Linked DNA regions of Gossypium hirsutum: region 1 is linked to region 2. Evidence: chromatin contacts called from public Hi-C data. All regions are on one chromosome and are shown on one strand. Each heading gives the region's core, a stretch centred on a gene start, on an enhancer-like site or on the middle of the called end of the contact. The rest is flanking DNA. Distances are from core to core; before and after follow the strand shown.

Region 1 (7,647 bases), core at 3,407-5,906, 230 kb before region 2:
CCCTTAGTGAGTCCATAGTGGGTCAAGGGACTAAATTGCATAAGAATAAAATAAAAGGGGTAAAAATAAAATAGAATAAAAAGATGCAGGACGAAATTAAAAACAAGCAAAAAAGTGGAAGGGCCAAAACAACAAATATCCCCTCCCTTCAAAAGCACGTGGATCTTGGGAGGGGTCGGATCATATATTCGGGTTGGCCCCAAAATAACACCGTTTTGGACATTTTAAGCTATGCCCCAAAACGACATAAAACGATGTCGCATAATGCCCTTATATAAGTAAACAAAAAAAAATCATTTTTCAACCTGTTTAAAAAAAAACTCTTATTTTGTTTTTTTCTCCCTGAAAGCTTCCCTTCCTTCCGGCCATAGGACTATCGCACGTCCCCCGCGACCACCGGTCATCGACAATGGCAACCGCCGCCTCCGATGGCCGAAAATTTCCAAAAGACCCTTTTTACCCCTTCTATCACGTGGAACACAGATTTGGGGTAAAAATCCCGAAAAACTTAGCCAAAGTTTGGCCGAAAGCAGAGAAACCTTTCAGTGTCTTCCCTTTTCCGACGAGGTCCTCGACAGAACCCTAAGGGATTTTTAGGCTTCTCGAGTTGGAGACAAGGACACTATGATAGCTTGAGTATTACAGGTAAAAAACTTGAATCTTTTGTTATTTATTTTTCTTTTTTATATTTTTTCAAAATTTAAAAAGGTAAATAAAATAAAAAATACCTTCTTTAAACTTGTTTTTTTCTTTTTGTATTCTTGGTTGAATTTTTTTTTGGTTACAATTCATTTTCAGCTTTTATAGTTGAAATCTATTACAAAATAATATTATATTTTTTCTTCTTTTCTTCTTTTCTCTGCTTCTTTGCCTCTGTTTCTCTGTTTTTGCAGGTCGTGGTGGCATTGATGAGTAGGTGTCAGGCCTCAGATGGCACGCCTGCTGACGTGGCGAGGGAGTGATGCTGAAGGGGACTTTGGGGTTTTTTCTTTTTTTTAGGTTTTGGACTTTTGGGTTGTTGGTTTATTGGGCTTAAGGGTTTAGGTTAATAAATTGAGTCCTGGGCTTGTAATTTGGACTGTTAATGAACTTTTATTTATTTTTTGTTTTAATTGTTCTTTCAGTTTGTTTTGTTTGGGTTTGGGCCGGATGAATTTGGCCTGTTATAAACATAATTGATTAATAATTAGTAAGAAATTCAAAAAGAAGACAATTAAAAAAATACAAATTACAAAAGAAAAATTCTTATTTTATATATTTTTAACTTTTTTTTTTCTATCTAAGTTTCCTACAAATAAGTGTCAATTATTTTAATCCATTCAAAATGATTTTATTATATCTCAAGATTTATGTGCTTGTAATTCTTTTACACAAAAAAATAATTCTTGTAAAAATGATAGCTTGATACACGTATTCCAACCGTGCCCTATTGGTTGTTTTTAATGTATTTTATCAGTGTTCCAGTTATGTGTTTGAAACACAAGTTATTAATTAAACTGTTTAACAAGTGATTCAATCAATTTCATCTTATTTTCGCAACCATCTTTACTATTTACAATTTTGAAGTTGATATAATCACATCAACAAATTAAATTAAAATTAAATATCAAACCAGATGATGAGTCTAGAATAAAGAAACGTGCAAAGATCACAACCTAGAAAGGGAATGAATATGAGGAATGAGATCCCCTTCTTCATATACCAAAAAAAAAAAGGGAAAGAAAGCATACATCCAAAACAAAATTTACCATAAACAAAACCAGTTGATTTGAAACAAAGAAATAAAACTAGTATGATCTAACAAAAGCATGAGGGAACAATCTTGGGAGGATCGAATTTTTTGCTTTTACAATAAGTGCATACATTCCATAGCAGGGGATATGAACCAGAGCCAGGGCAAAGTACCTATACAAATGGAAAGAATTTGGCATTCATCAGACTCTTGTATTAACATGCTTTTTTTTTTCTCACTCTAAACAGGGACGGAAAACAAATTGAACAGTGTTAGCTCGTCACATTACCATAAAGGAGCCCATGGCGTATTAAGCTCCAGGAAAGGATATGGCCACCTAGGAAAGTTGCAGCATATGTTAGTACTCAAACCCGAAACATGAAGAAACCGGTAAATCTTACCGACGACTAGAATCGAGAAAAGAACGATACGTACCATGTAAAACCGCAGGCATGAAGAACCCATTGGAAAACAACATACAGACAGCTCCATTGAACGAAATATGCAAGCCGGAACCAAGAAAATGGCTGACACAATAAAATATGAGATTCCATTAGTTCCATAACTTGTCAAGTGTGGAAGCAGTTTGGGGACGGTGCAAAACTTACAAGGCTATTAAGAAGGGTATCTAGGATAAGGAACACAGCATTCAAAGTGTGCATGCAGCCCATTAACTGTGAAGGAAGAAATAAACAGGAATTACTTACTAGAATTACAACATTATGTAACCATTATTGCTTAATACATTTCCATAAGAAGAGATGAAATAAATGAAGTTCAATCCCACCGTGTTAAGGCCAAGGTGCGAGTTTGATAAAAACGGGACGATGACGCACCAAAATACAATGTCCGTCAGGATGACAGCTCCGGCACAAGTCTGCAGATGAAGCAAAAGTGAGTAAATTAGCTGCCTACAGGGAAAGACAGACCTGATATTATAGGCCTTTAAGACTGACCTGATATATAGTTTGCATAAGATATCCCCAAAATCCTGCCCTTTGACTCTGCAACCTGATTTTATCCCTCACATTGTTTTCCTTATAAGTTACAGAGTTTTCAGTTCTACTCTCTTCCACATCACTTTTCAGAAACTCAGCCCTTGCACCATTTTCAGGCAGAGGAGTATTTAAGCACACCCAACACCCATAAGCAGAAATGACAGTCCCCAGCTACATATTGGGCATATTATATGTTAATTTTTAAGAAGGTCATATACATGAAAAGAAGATAATAGGAGAAACGGGGTTCAATTTTATTTTAATCTTTACATACCCCAAAATAGACCATAACCAATGCAAATGTCCACCTGCAGATTTGTTGCATCACCAGATTAGCTAAAGGCTGTGGAATTTTAGTATTTTACATTCTCAGAAAAAAAAGAAAGAAGGAAAAATAGTAAAAAACTTGTTGGTAAAAAATGTACAACTTAAGAATGAAGGAAAAGTCTTCAAAGCGTTAATGTAAAAAAATAAAAAGAAGAAGAAGAAGAAGAAGCAAATATGTGATCATTTAGTGTTCTTAGATTAAAGAATGGAAAAGCAAGAACAAGAAGGCAAGTTTGGAGATGATCTTACTGAGTGTAGAAATAGAAAGCAAAAGCTCCTCCCTCAGAGGCAATAACCTCACACAGTATCCGAGCCGTGCATATAAAAGCAAAAGCTCTATAACATAGAAGCCAACAGGGATTTAAGTTTCTCCACTGTGGCTTCCAAAAATGATTGAAAAATAACGGGTCTGTTTTAACTTTATTGATGCTATATGAAGCTAAGACAGATGGGGAAACGATGATTAATGCACACACTGGTACTTGCCACCTGAGCCAGTACCCCAAGCCTTCATCGTTCGAATCCGACATTTCGAATTAAGGAGAGGAAGATTTCGGACGGGTAAATAAGTTGGGAATATGAGAAAAATGATCGGGGTTTTCCCAGATCTGTCTCAGACAAGGAAGATTGTATGCTCTTTTGGTGATCAAAGACAACAATGATAGGTAGTTGTAAGTTACGGAAGTTGACTTGGTAACCTTAGAATTTTATAGGCCCAATTTGGTTGTTTCAGATTATCTGGCCCATGCAATTGGACTGTAAGAAACACACACTTATAAACATGGAGCCCGGAGGTATATACTTACTCGGTGTAGTAGACGAAGATGGAAGCATCCCAATCGACTATGTCCCACGACAAGAATCCGGCCAACGCTGCAAACGAAACAAAACGAGTCAACACTAGCCATCCAGGGTGCACCCCTTTCCAACAACTGGTCCATAGCTGGTTGGAGCCAACGTGAGCGGTGGGTGTGGCATGTACGAACCCATCGGCATCCTGTTGAGCCGCTAGCAGACTCTCGTATACGCTATCGTCCTCGCATCTAGATGCAGCTTCTTTTCTCCATAAAACCCATAAAGACCCAAGGAAGGCAGCCGCCACAATGCCGAAACAAATGCAATCGTACCAATAGACTACTAGCGCCATGGTCCAGACCCCAGGCAGAGGGTGTTTTGGACCAGTGTCTGCTGCAAAAGAAAAGACGAGGGATGTTAAAGCTTCGAGGAAGAAGGGTATGTAGTGACTTTCATCGGTGTCATTAAGATGTGGGAGAGTAGAAAATTTGTTTAGTGGTTTAGGCGGAGATTTAGCTGTCGGGTTTTGGTAGGAGAATGGTAGTTTTGACTGTCTGGTTTGAGTCTTGGAAACATGTTTACCACAAAAATGTTTTTAAAATATAATGGACAGTTGTTGAATTTGACAAGGGGGGAGTCTGCTTGCTGCAGATTAATATTTTAAGCAAGATTAGGTTGAAAGTTTGGAATAAATTACTTCAGCTGCTAACCTTGTAGCATGAATTAAAATGCCTTTATTTCTAGTCTCTAAGGTTCATTAGTTATGTTCAATATAAACTTAATGCACAAGCAATTCCATTTACTAAAAAGCAATGAACTCTGATTATTAGACTACCCCTTGATTTGCGAGTTTAACCATAATCAAATGAAAATATAAATATATATAAGTTGATAATCGATTGAGTTGCCTGATTTTCTTTTAGAAAAAGTATTTGATGCATTTCGCAAACTAGTAGGTTTAGATTGAGTTTATTTTCAATTCAAACTTTTTTTTTTTGCATTTGGATCCATTCGGATTCAGATTGTTTTGGGTTCGAATTTTTTTTGATTCGGGTTCTTTCGAACTCAAATTTTTTCGTATTCAAACTCAGATCAAGTTGGACGGTTTTGATGGATTCAAATAATTTTAAATTTTATAAGTTATAAATATTTTAATTTCAAATGTAACAATTCATTTTACTATTATACGATGACAATGTAATTCAAATTTACCTTATAAAAACATAAATTATATATATTTAATAAAATTATTTTGTATAAAATAATTAAAGTACTTATCGTGTGTAAAATTGATTATTCTATGATATTATATGAATTAATGAAAATATATTTTATTGTTCATGATTATATTATATTGACAATTGAGTACTTTTTTTTATCTTTCTTATTAAATTTACGTAATACTCATATTCTAAAATATTTATTTCAAAACAAAATTATAGTATAGTAAGTCCAAACCCAAATAATATATTCATTATTGCCAAAACTCAAAAAAAAAAAATTGTAGCCCAAATCTCAAGTCCAAAATACCCAAATACAATTTGTAAAAGTTAATGTCTAATTCAAAATCTAATTTAATAAAAATAATATTTATTAATATATTAAACTTTTAATAATATTTTATGTATTGCTAGTTGTAGTTATAAACATGTATTTTAATATACTAAATTACATAGAACTATTGATGTTATATATTTTATTATAATCTATAATATGATAATAGTTATAAATATATATTAATACTTATAAAATATATTATTTCATTATAAAACTATATCACATACTATAATAGTAGAGTAGTACATAATATATTAATTATTATCATATATTATTGTTGTTTATTATATTGGTTAGAATATGCTCTAAGTCCCTATACTTTTCCTACATTTGAAAGTTAGCTCTCTTACTATATTATATATGTTATATCATATCATATAGTGTATAATATATTAATAGTTTATATATATGCATAAATGATTAACCATTACAATATCATGTAACACTATATTTTTTATTATAATCTATATTATAATAATAGTTATATATAATAGTAGTACATTATATATTACTTATTGTTTATTATTATTCTTGTTGAAATATGCTCTAAGTCTCTATACTTTTCATACATTTGAAAGTTAGCTTTCCTAGTATATTATATAAAGCTATATCATATCATATCATATATTTATAGTTTATATATATGCATCGATGACTAAACATTACAATATCATTTTATTATTTTATGTATTAATATTAGTCACATGTATTAATATTTTTAGTAATAGTTATGTATATTATTATTTTATGCATTAGTAATATACAAATTTAATATATCAGGTTAGGTAATCGGTTTTGGTAATAGTTATATACTATATTATTATATTATCATTAAACTTTAAATTTATAGATTTTAATAATTAATAAATATATATATAATTACAATATTAAAATTTTATATTAAATTAATGTCACTTTATAATTTAATATAAAAATATTATTAATTACTTTTTCTATTAATAATTTTTAATACAAGTATGCAATGCTTATGAATACATTTTTTAAAAAAAAATAAAGAATTATCATTTATTTTTATTTTAAATAATAACATAAAATTATATTAATTATTAAGGTCAATTATGAAGATGACAACAACAATGGAGGTGGAAACACAACTAAACTCAAGCTTTTTATGCTTTGAAAAATAAATATAACTGAAATATATTGAAGGATTTGAAGTAAAATCAAATACAAAGTTTAAGTGTTGAATTGCAAAGGAAATGAAAAGGCTACAGTAAAAACTAACTAAACTACTAACCACACCAATTAAATTAAAAAAAAGTAAATGACCTAAACCTAGAAATGGAGAAGAAACTAACAACTAAGCTAAATAGATGAAAGAAAAGTTGGCTCCTCTAGTTGATAGAAAAAAAGTCTTTAAACAGCTGAGAAATTCAACCTTAACTTTGACAAAATTACCCTTAAAATGTGTGTTGACTTGGGTTTGTGTTGGACAAAATATTACCCTTGCAACAATTTTCACCTCGTCAGGCAATGGTGTCGCGACATCTAGGCTTCAGTGTCGTGACACCCTCAATAATGGCACAAGTGTAGCTCTGGGGGTTTTCGATGTTACAACATCCACTAGCTGGTGTTACAACATATCTATTGGTGCCTATGATTTCTCCACTTCAACAACCTTATGATATTGTGACTTGGAAGCTTGGTGTCGGGACTTTGAGCTTGATGCCGCGTCGCCACACCCTCATTGTCGCAACTCTGTCAACAGTCCGCAACCAGATTGATATCTTGTTGAAGTTTTGCATCCTCAAGGTAAAAGAATCGGTGTCGCGACTCCCATAACGTGAATGTCACGACACCCATGTTGAATATTGTTTTCCTCAAGGTCGGGCCCTTATCGTCTCTCCTTACACCAACTCGAACACACCATTAGGTTTCCTATGACACCATTTTACCAATTTGGGTCTCAAAAGGAAAAAAACTAAACAATAATGATTATTAATGATAAATACTAAAAATCAAAAAAAGTATGTAAAAGACTCATAAATTGCTTGAGAATAAGTTCCCTGAGTGTTATGGAGAGCCTAATTTGACGTATCAAATTACGCCAGATCAAACTTCCTCACAGTTAAGTTTTTACTTGTCCTCAAGCAAACACTTACAACACTAGCACATGCAAAATACACGAATATTGAACAATGAAGAGACTTGACAACCAATTGATAGGTATGTACATTATAGCTAATCATTCTACCATACAACCTAAGAATGATGCAT
Region 2 (6,993 bases), core at 1,121-3,620:
GATTAATTTTGACCTTTCTTTTATATATTTGGAGGATTACTACAATCCATGAAAAATTCAACATTAATTGCCCTCTGTTAAATCAATGTGATTAGTGATTTTTAACTACACTTTTACGTAATTCCTTGCATCCACTAATATCATTGCTACTTTTTCATCATTATGATCATCAAAGACAAGTACTGTTTAGTAGAGACAACAAAATTAGTGTCCATCTTCCACTAGAATCTCATATATCTTTTACAAGATCAGTCAGCATGCTTGAGATGAGCTCATCCCACTACAGATTCCAATCATACAAATCAGTCAATGTGCTTTGCCTGTGAGGCCAATTATTTGTCTTAAACAGGATCGAAACAGAGTATTAAATATTAATCAAGGCTCCCCAAAGCTTTCAAGCTTCATTTGTGGCGTAGAGTAACGGCCTGATAAAATAGTGGTCGCCACCACACGGTTCGAAGCTTCAGTGTAATGAACTCCATCCCAGACTATAGACCGTGACACATTGTTGCAGATGGTGGAACCAGGCTGGCCGCACGTTGCTTTTTGGCTGTAATTATTTGGAGGACCCCCATAGCCACAACAGGCCATGAATGGATCCTCGAAACCTACATACATCATTATTATTTAATATGAAATACCAAAAGAAAAAGATGAAAGCATATACAAAGAAAAAGATATGTACTTTACCATATTTTTTATACTTGGCGAAGAGTTTGTACTTTATGGAGTATACATCAACATACACAATGGTTGCATCTTTTAGAATAGTTCTCATTTCTTTACAGATATTACGTAATCCTCGATTGAATGCTTTCGCCAGATCGTTGTGGACGCGGAAGCATCCGATTCTGTCAAGATCGGTCTTGTTATGAGGATGTAATGCAAGCTCCTTCGGCGCACATCCTAACGGACCGGTGTTGTGTATCCAAAATTTTCTGCCACCATATGAGTATATGTTCTGTAGGTGCAAAACAAATTACAAAAATGATTTTGTTAGTAGGAAGAATCGAAACCATGAATCCGACACTAACCCGAATTAAGTTTAATGAAATGAGATGGACTCACTTGAATAGCTAATTTGATTTCTGCAAGAAAAGAAGGGATCTGTTTGGCTACTGGTTCATATGTCAAGTTTGATGCATACAATGCCATTAACAGATCATTTTGTCCAATGTCGATCATGTATACAGCGCTGCGGAACCCCTTTTCATCTATGAAACTTCCTGTACCTGAGTATATATATAAAGCAAAATGTGTTTTGAGGACGATTGATCTTTTGTCGCCAAACCAGGAATCCGACCACTAAGTATCTTTTAAAAGCAGTTTTCAAGCGCACGTTACCTGTTTTTTGGAGTTCAATTGATCTGTTTTTAAAGCGAATGAATTGGCGAACTTGAACATCAAGAACAAAGGGGACAAACTGCGGCAGGGTCATTGCACCAGATACAGCAAAGTTCACTCCACTAGGGAAGTTTGGAGCCAATGAGTCTAAATATGGGCTCAAATAACTCAAGTTCAAGTGTTCACCTACCAACATAGAGCCACAAACTTGGATTATCAAAAGGCTCAAATTAATGCATGCAACATATAGCTTATTGTCTCCTAACTTCCATCGCCTACCAAATCAATTTCTTTGAAGAAAATAAGGTATTAAGAATGGTTGAGGAGAAATTGGACTTACAGAAGAAGTCAATAATGAGACGTCCATCCCCTAATCGTCCAGTGCCTCTATGGAAAAAAGTGATGCCGTGAGGAAGGCCGATGGGAAGTCCGGTGCCGGCTAGTCCTCCGGTATCCGAATTTGAATCACCGAAATTGATAATAAGTGGTCTACCAAGGCTGCACTTTGAAACATCAATCATAGCAAGGAAAACCCAAATCCAAAGAAGCAATATCAAATCCTTAGAGAACCCTCCATTATCCATTTCTTAAGGGGGGTTTTTTGATTTTGAGAGCAGATGGTAGATTCACTATAAAAAGACTACATTTGGCAGGCATTGACTTCCTGTCTGGATTGTGTAAATCGATCCATGAGTTCAGAAAGTCAAATAAATTTGCAAATGGAAATTGTTTAATAAAGAAATGGTTTCTATCCAACGGTTCCCATGTGATTCACTTCACATGGAAAGAATTGAACAAACTCTTATGTATTTAGCCCACTCTCAACCTTAATGGACTCTGAAAACCTGTGAAGCAAAAACAGTTTATCAACACCATACATTCCCATACATAAGACAAAAGTGGTATCAATGCATCAAATGTTTTTGTAGCATGATTGAAAGGTTGAAGAAGGCAGCCATGCTTGTCAAGCGCGCTAGCATTTACATGATTTTGAGGCAATGCCCAGTATTGCAGCTTTCAACCGCAAAGTTTTCAACTTGAAGGTAACCAAATAGCACAATTTTCTTGGTCCTATTACTGTTAGGCATAGACAAAACCTGAATTTCCTCGAAAAACAAGGACTAAATCTTGGGCCGTCTAGTTTATTTGGTAGTCTAGATTTGGATATATCTAGCCATCCACTTGATTCAAAACATGGGTTCATCGTCAGCCCCAACACTCTCTCCTTTTGGGTTTTTTTTTCTTTCTTGATATAGGTTAGTAGCCCGTTTATATAAAACTCTATATGATGAAAAGTTAAGCGCGAGGTTCTGCCCAATGTTCTTGTTCTTCAAACACAAGACAAACATGGCTGCCATTGCAAAATTAAACTGCTTGCTATTCTTCTCATTTCTACAGTTGCAAAAGTAAACTCCTGATTATGTTCGTCGGTTCTATAGTGGCATCTGTCTCGGATGTTCAGAATTCTAATAGGAGAAAATTTGAACAAAAAAATATCATCGGAGAAGAGAAAAGAAGAAAAGAAAATCAAGAGAGATGAGAGATGAACAAAACAGATTCTGAAAATACATAACTGCCTTCCTCCCATGAATGGTGCTTAAGAGGAAGGGTAACAACTCCTGAAACAAATTGGCAAGTTGCTAACTAACAGTTGCCTCAAAACCCACCATTTCATTAAAGTTTCTTGAAGCAAAAGGTTGCATTTACAATACAACTAAACAAACAATAACAAAAATTCAAAACTGGCTTGACCGCTGGTATTTTCTTCCATAACAATTACTCCCCCCTTTAACCAGATCCTTGTAGCAGTATGGTTCCCTTTTATACCTCTCTATGACGCGAACCGGTACCTTGAGAAGGGCCCCATTAGTCCCTACGAACGGCAAACTAGGGTGACTGGGAGCCTTGCCAGTGTGCTTCTTAAGTTGGGACATATGAAATGTAGGATGAATTCGAGATCCCTCACTAAAGACAGTCTGTAAGCAACCTTTCCCACCTCAGCTTCCACATAATAGGGTGACAATTTTTTGTTCAATATCTTCCTCATAGTGTGTGTCGAAACCATTTTTATTTTGGAAAAAACAAAAAATTAGGTGTCAATAAAAATTAGGAGTCGCCACTAATCTTTTATTAAGGTGTGATTGGATCACTTAAAAAACGACTTTGGTCTACAAATTTCAGAAAAACAGATTCGGGAGTCAGTTACGTACGAGGAAGGATTAGTACCCTCGTAACGCTCAAAAATTGATACCAAATTGATTAATTAATGTCTTAAAGTCGAGAGTTAAAAAAATGTGATCCTTAATTAAATTAAATTATTTATTAAGACTCCTCATTTTGAAACAGAAAACATCACACCCAATACGTTAAGGCACGATATTTTATTTTTCAGGATGAGTTTGTCCAAAAGATTTGTGTGATAAAATTTAAAAGAATATCCAATTGTTTAAGATTTATGACGAAACCGCAACCCAATACGTTAGGGCACAATTTCTCAACATCCCAAACATTGAATATTTCCTTTATTAATATATATACATTTTTTAAAAAAATTCTTGTCTCGAGAAATCAGTATGTCACATCCAATGCGTTAGGACACAACATATTAAATTCCCAACAACAAGCTTTTTCATTTTATTTTTGATTAAAGAGCAATTCTCGATTGTTAGATTTAACGAAGAAAATCGGAACCCAATACGTTAGGGCTCAATTTTCTTGAAAATCCTAAATACGAGTATTATCTCTATTTTGAAAAGTTCTATTTTTAAATTCAAGTAAAAAGATGATGTAATGTTATATTGAATGTGTGTGATAAAGTCACAATAACAAGTACAACAATTGTATAGAAATAATATAAACAATAAATAAACAAAATTAACATAAATAAAAAAACGAGGACATGCAAAGTATCAAATAAATGGGAAAAATAAAAAAACATGTTTTTAAAACATAAATAAAAACATAAATCGATAAACAAAAGAAGGAAATAAACAAAACGCATAAAAAATAAAAAGGTACATAATATATTTATTGAAATTATGAGGAAGAAAAAACAAGCACAAGATTTACATATAAAATTTTGAATTATAAAATTTATATAAATATATAATACATTTATGAAAATAAAGAAAAATATAAAAAAATATATAGATTAAAATATGTGTTAAAAATATATATGTATTCGAGCATTTTTGAAAAATAAATAAAAAATATAGACATATACACGTATATAGATAAATATAAAAATATTCATTTTAAAAAATATAACAATATATTTATATATACATATATATAATAAATCTATACATATATATATATAAAATAATTACATATATATAAATAATAATAATGATTACACTATATTAAAAAAATAAATATGCGTGTAAGAAGATAAATGAAAATTAATGTACATATCAATTATGGGAATAAAACAAAAATAGTAATAATAAAATAATAATGCTTAAAGGTAATAAATTGAGTAAAAAAGGTCACATTGTAATTGAAATCGAATTAGCAGGCAACAAATGGGATTAGAAGTAAAATGCGAGACAAAAATGCCACACGCGAATGACATGGGGTCCAGATTGGCAATAACTCAACTTCCCAAAACGCTGTGTATTGACATAGGCTAAAGTGAATAAATTGAAAATGAACCGGGTAAATTTAAAAAAATGGATTTGGAACAATGTGAAAACACCGAGGGGCAATCGCGTAAATTACCCATTTAGGGTGAAAACGCGCGGACCCAACCTGCGGGTCAGGTCGACGAGCGGACCTATCCCCAAACCGAAAGGTGTCGTTTTGCCCTTAGGTTTTAAAACAGTTTTCTCCCTTTAAAAAAAATATTTGCAGTAGAAAGAAAAAAAATAAAAATAAAAACAAATGCTCTCTGCTTGGGTTTCTTCTTAACCCATTTTGCGCCATCGTTCGCTTATGCCAACACTCCGATCGCGACGGAGATGGCAACCATCCGACGATTTCGACGAAAAAAAGGTAAAATCCCTTTCCTCCTTTCTTTTCTTCTTATTTTTAAGCGGAATAAATAAATAAAATAAAAAAACGAAACTACGAATGAAGAATACCAAATGGAAATAAAAAACCTTTTGTGTTAAAAAATTTTGTATCTCCCACTATTTGAACTCTCTGTGTTGCAAAAATAATAGCTTTCTTTTTTATTGATTTTCGGCCCCCTATTACAGTGTATTAAGATCGCTTTTATAGCAATCGTGAAACAAGAAGAAAAGAAATAAAATAGAAAGAAATCTTCCAATATGTGCTTGATTTGATTTTGAGATTTTCTTGCCATATCTACCTTGCTTCTTTCCTTGTTGTGCAGGTACGATCGGGGATGCGGCTCGTGCAGGGACTTCGGCTGCGGCGCGAATGTGGAAAACTGCCTAGGGTTTCCCTTGTGCTGGAAACGCTGGGCCTTCATCTTTTTTGTTTTGATTTGGGCCCTTGTAAGCCTGTTTATAATTTCGGTCCTTTTACCCGGGCCAAAATCGGGTATTACAACTGCCCTTCTTTGCTTGTTATCGTGTAACGGGAACGGAGCAAAGACTTTAAAAATGTCCGATTTTGCCCAGTCGTGCTGGATCTTGGTACCCTTCTTCTTCAAGTACCTCATTCCTTCCTATTGCATCTTCAGAGGTATAGGAACTAGTGCTTCAATCTACTTCACTGCAATGTCAGGGAGATAAGATTCGTACGTTGTAGTTTCTCAAGAGAACAAAATTTTCTATCTTTAATCTACTCCACTGTAACTTCAGTGAGATAAGACTTATAGCTTGAACTTGATTCGCTGCAACTTAAAGATGAATTTGATGCAATCTGCTCTACTGTAATTTCAGAGAGATAAGATCCATCATTCTAATCCACTCCACTACAACTTTAAGGAGATAGGATTTGTTTATTTAGTCTGCCCTACTGCAATTTTAGGGGGATAAGACTTGCTTTCATGAGTCTGCCTCACTGCAACTTCAGGGAGATAAGACTGGATGCGATCTGCTCTTTGTAACTTTAGAGAGATAAAATTTGTGGTTTTAATCCACTCCACTGCAACTTCAGGGAGATAGGATTATCGGCTTTAATCTTCTCCACTGCAACTTCAGGGAGATAAGATTTTCCATCTTCAGTCTACCTTACTACAACTTCAGGAGGATAAGACTTGCTTACTTAGTCTGCTCCACTGCAACTTCAGGGAGATAAGACTAGATACGATCTGCTCTCTGCAACTTCAGAGAGATAAGATTCAAAGTTTTAATCCGCTCCACTGCAACTTTAGGGAGATAGGATTATTGGCTTTAATCTGCTCCACTGCAACTTCAGGGAGATAAGATTCCCCATTGCAATGTTGAGGAAACAAGATTCGCCGTTGTAGCTTTAATCTGATCCACTGCACTGCCAGAGAAGTAAGATTCACCGTCGTGGTTTCAATCTGCTCCACTATAACGCCAAAGAGATAGGATTCGCTGTCCATAGCTTCAATCCGCTCTACTTCAGCTAATCCAAACCTTGACGCCAAAGAGATAAGATTCGCCGTCGTGGCTTCAATCTACTCCACTATAATGCCAGGGAAATAACATTTACTGTTGCGGCTTCAATCTTTTTAACTTGCAATGTTGGAGAAACGAGATCCGCCGTCGTAGC

The links. Hi-C and Micro-C count contacts between places; a contact is called where the count stands out from the background.
Region 1: a contact with region 2 is called in a Hi-C map of leaf, with 2.6 times the contacts expected there. The contact joins the promoter of LOC107910605 here to the promoter of LOC107910625 in region 2. A contact is called at or near these places in 6 of 34 Hi-C or Micro-C datasets (anther, hypocotyl and leaf).

Annotation. Positions count from the first base shown.
Region 1 is chrD08:47,508,024-47,515,670 of Gossypium_hirsutum_v2.1, reverse strand. LOC107910605 reads right to left here and starts at 4,656. Exons shown (of 8, transcript XM_016838511.2): 1 at 3,864-4,656; 2 at 3,005-3,038; 3 at 2,689-2,901; 4 at 2,520-2,609; 5 at 2,341-2,406; 6 at 2,168-2,259; 7 at 2,022-2,069; 8 at 1,728-1,905. The coding sequence starts at 4,204. The coding sequence ends at 1,788.
Region 2 is chrD08:47,272,948-47,279,940 of Gossypium_hirsutum_v2.1, reverse strand. LOC107910625 (GDSL esterase/lipase At3g62280) reads right to left here and starts at 2,370. Exons shown (of 5, transcript XM_016838537.2): 1 at 1,685-2,370; 2 at 1,345-1,530; 3 at 1,069-1,232; 4 at 691-961; 5 at 131-608. The coding sequence starts at 1,928. The coding sequence ends at 376.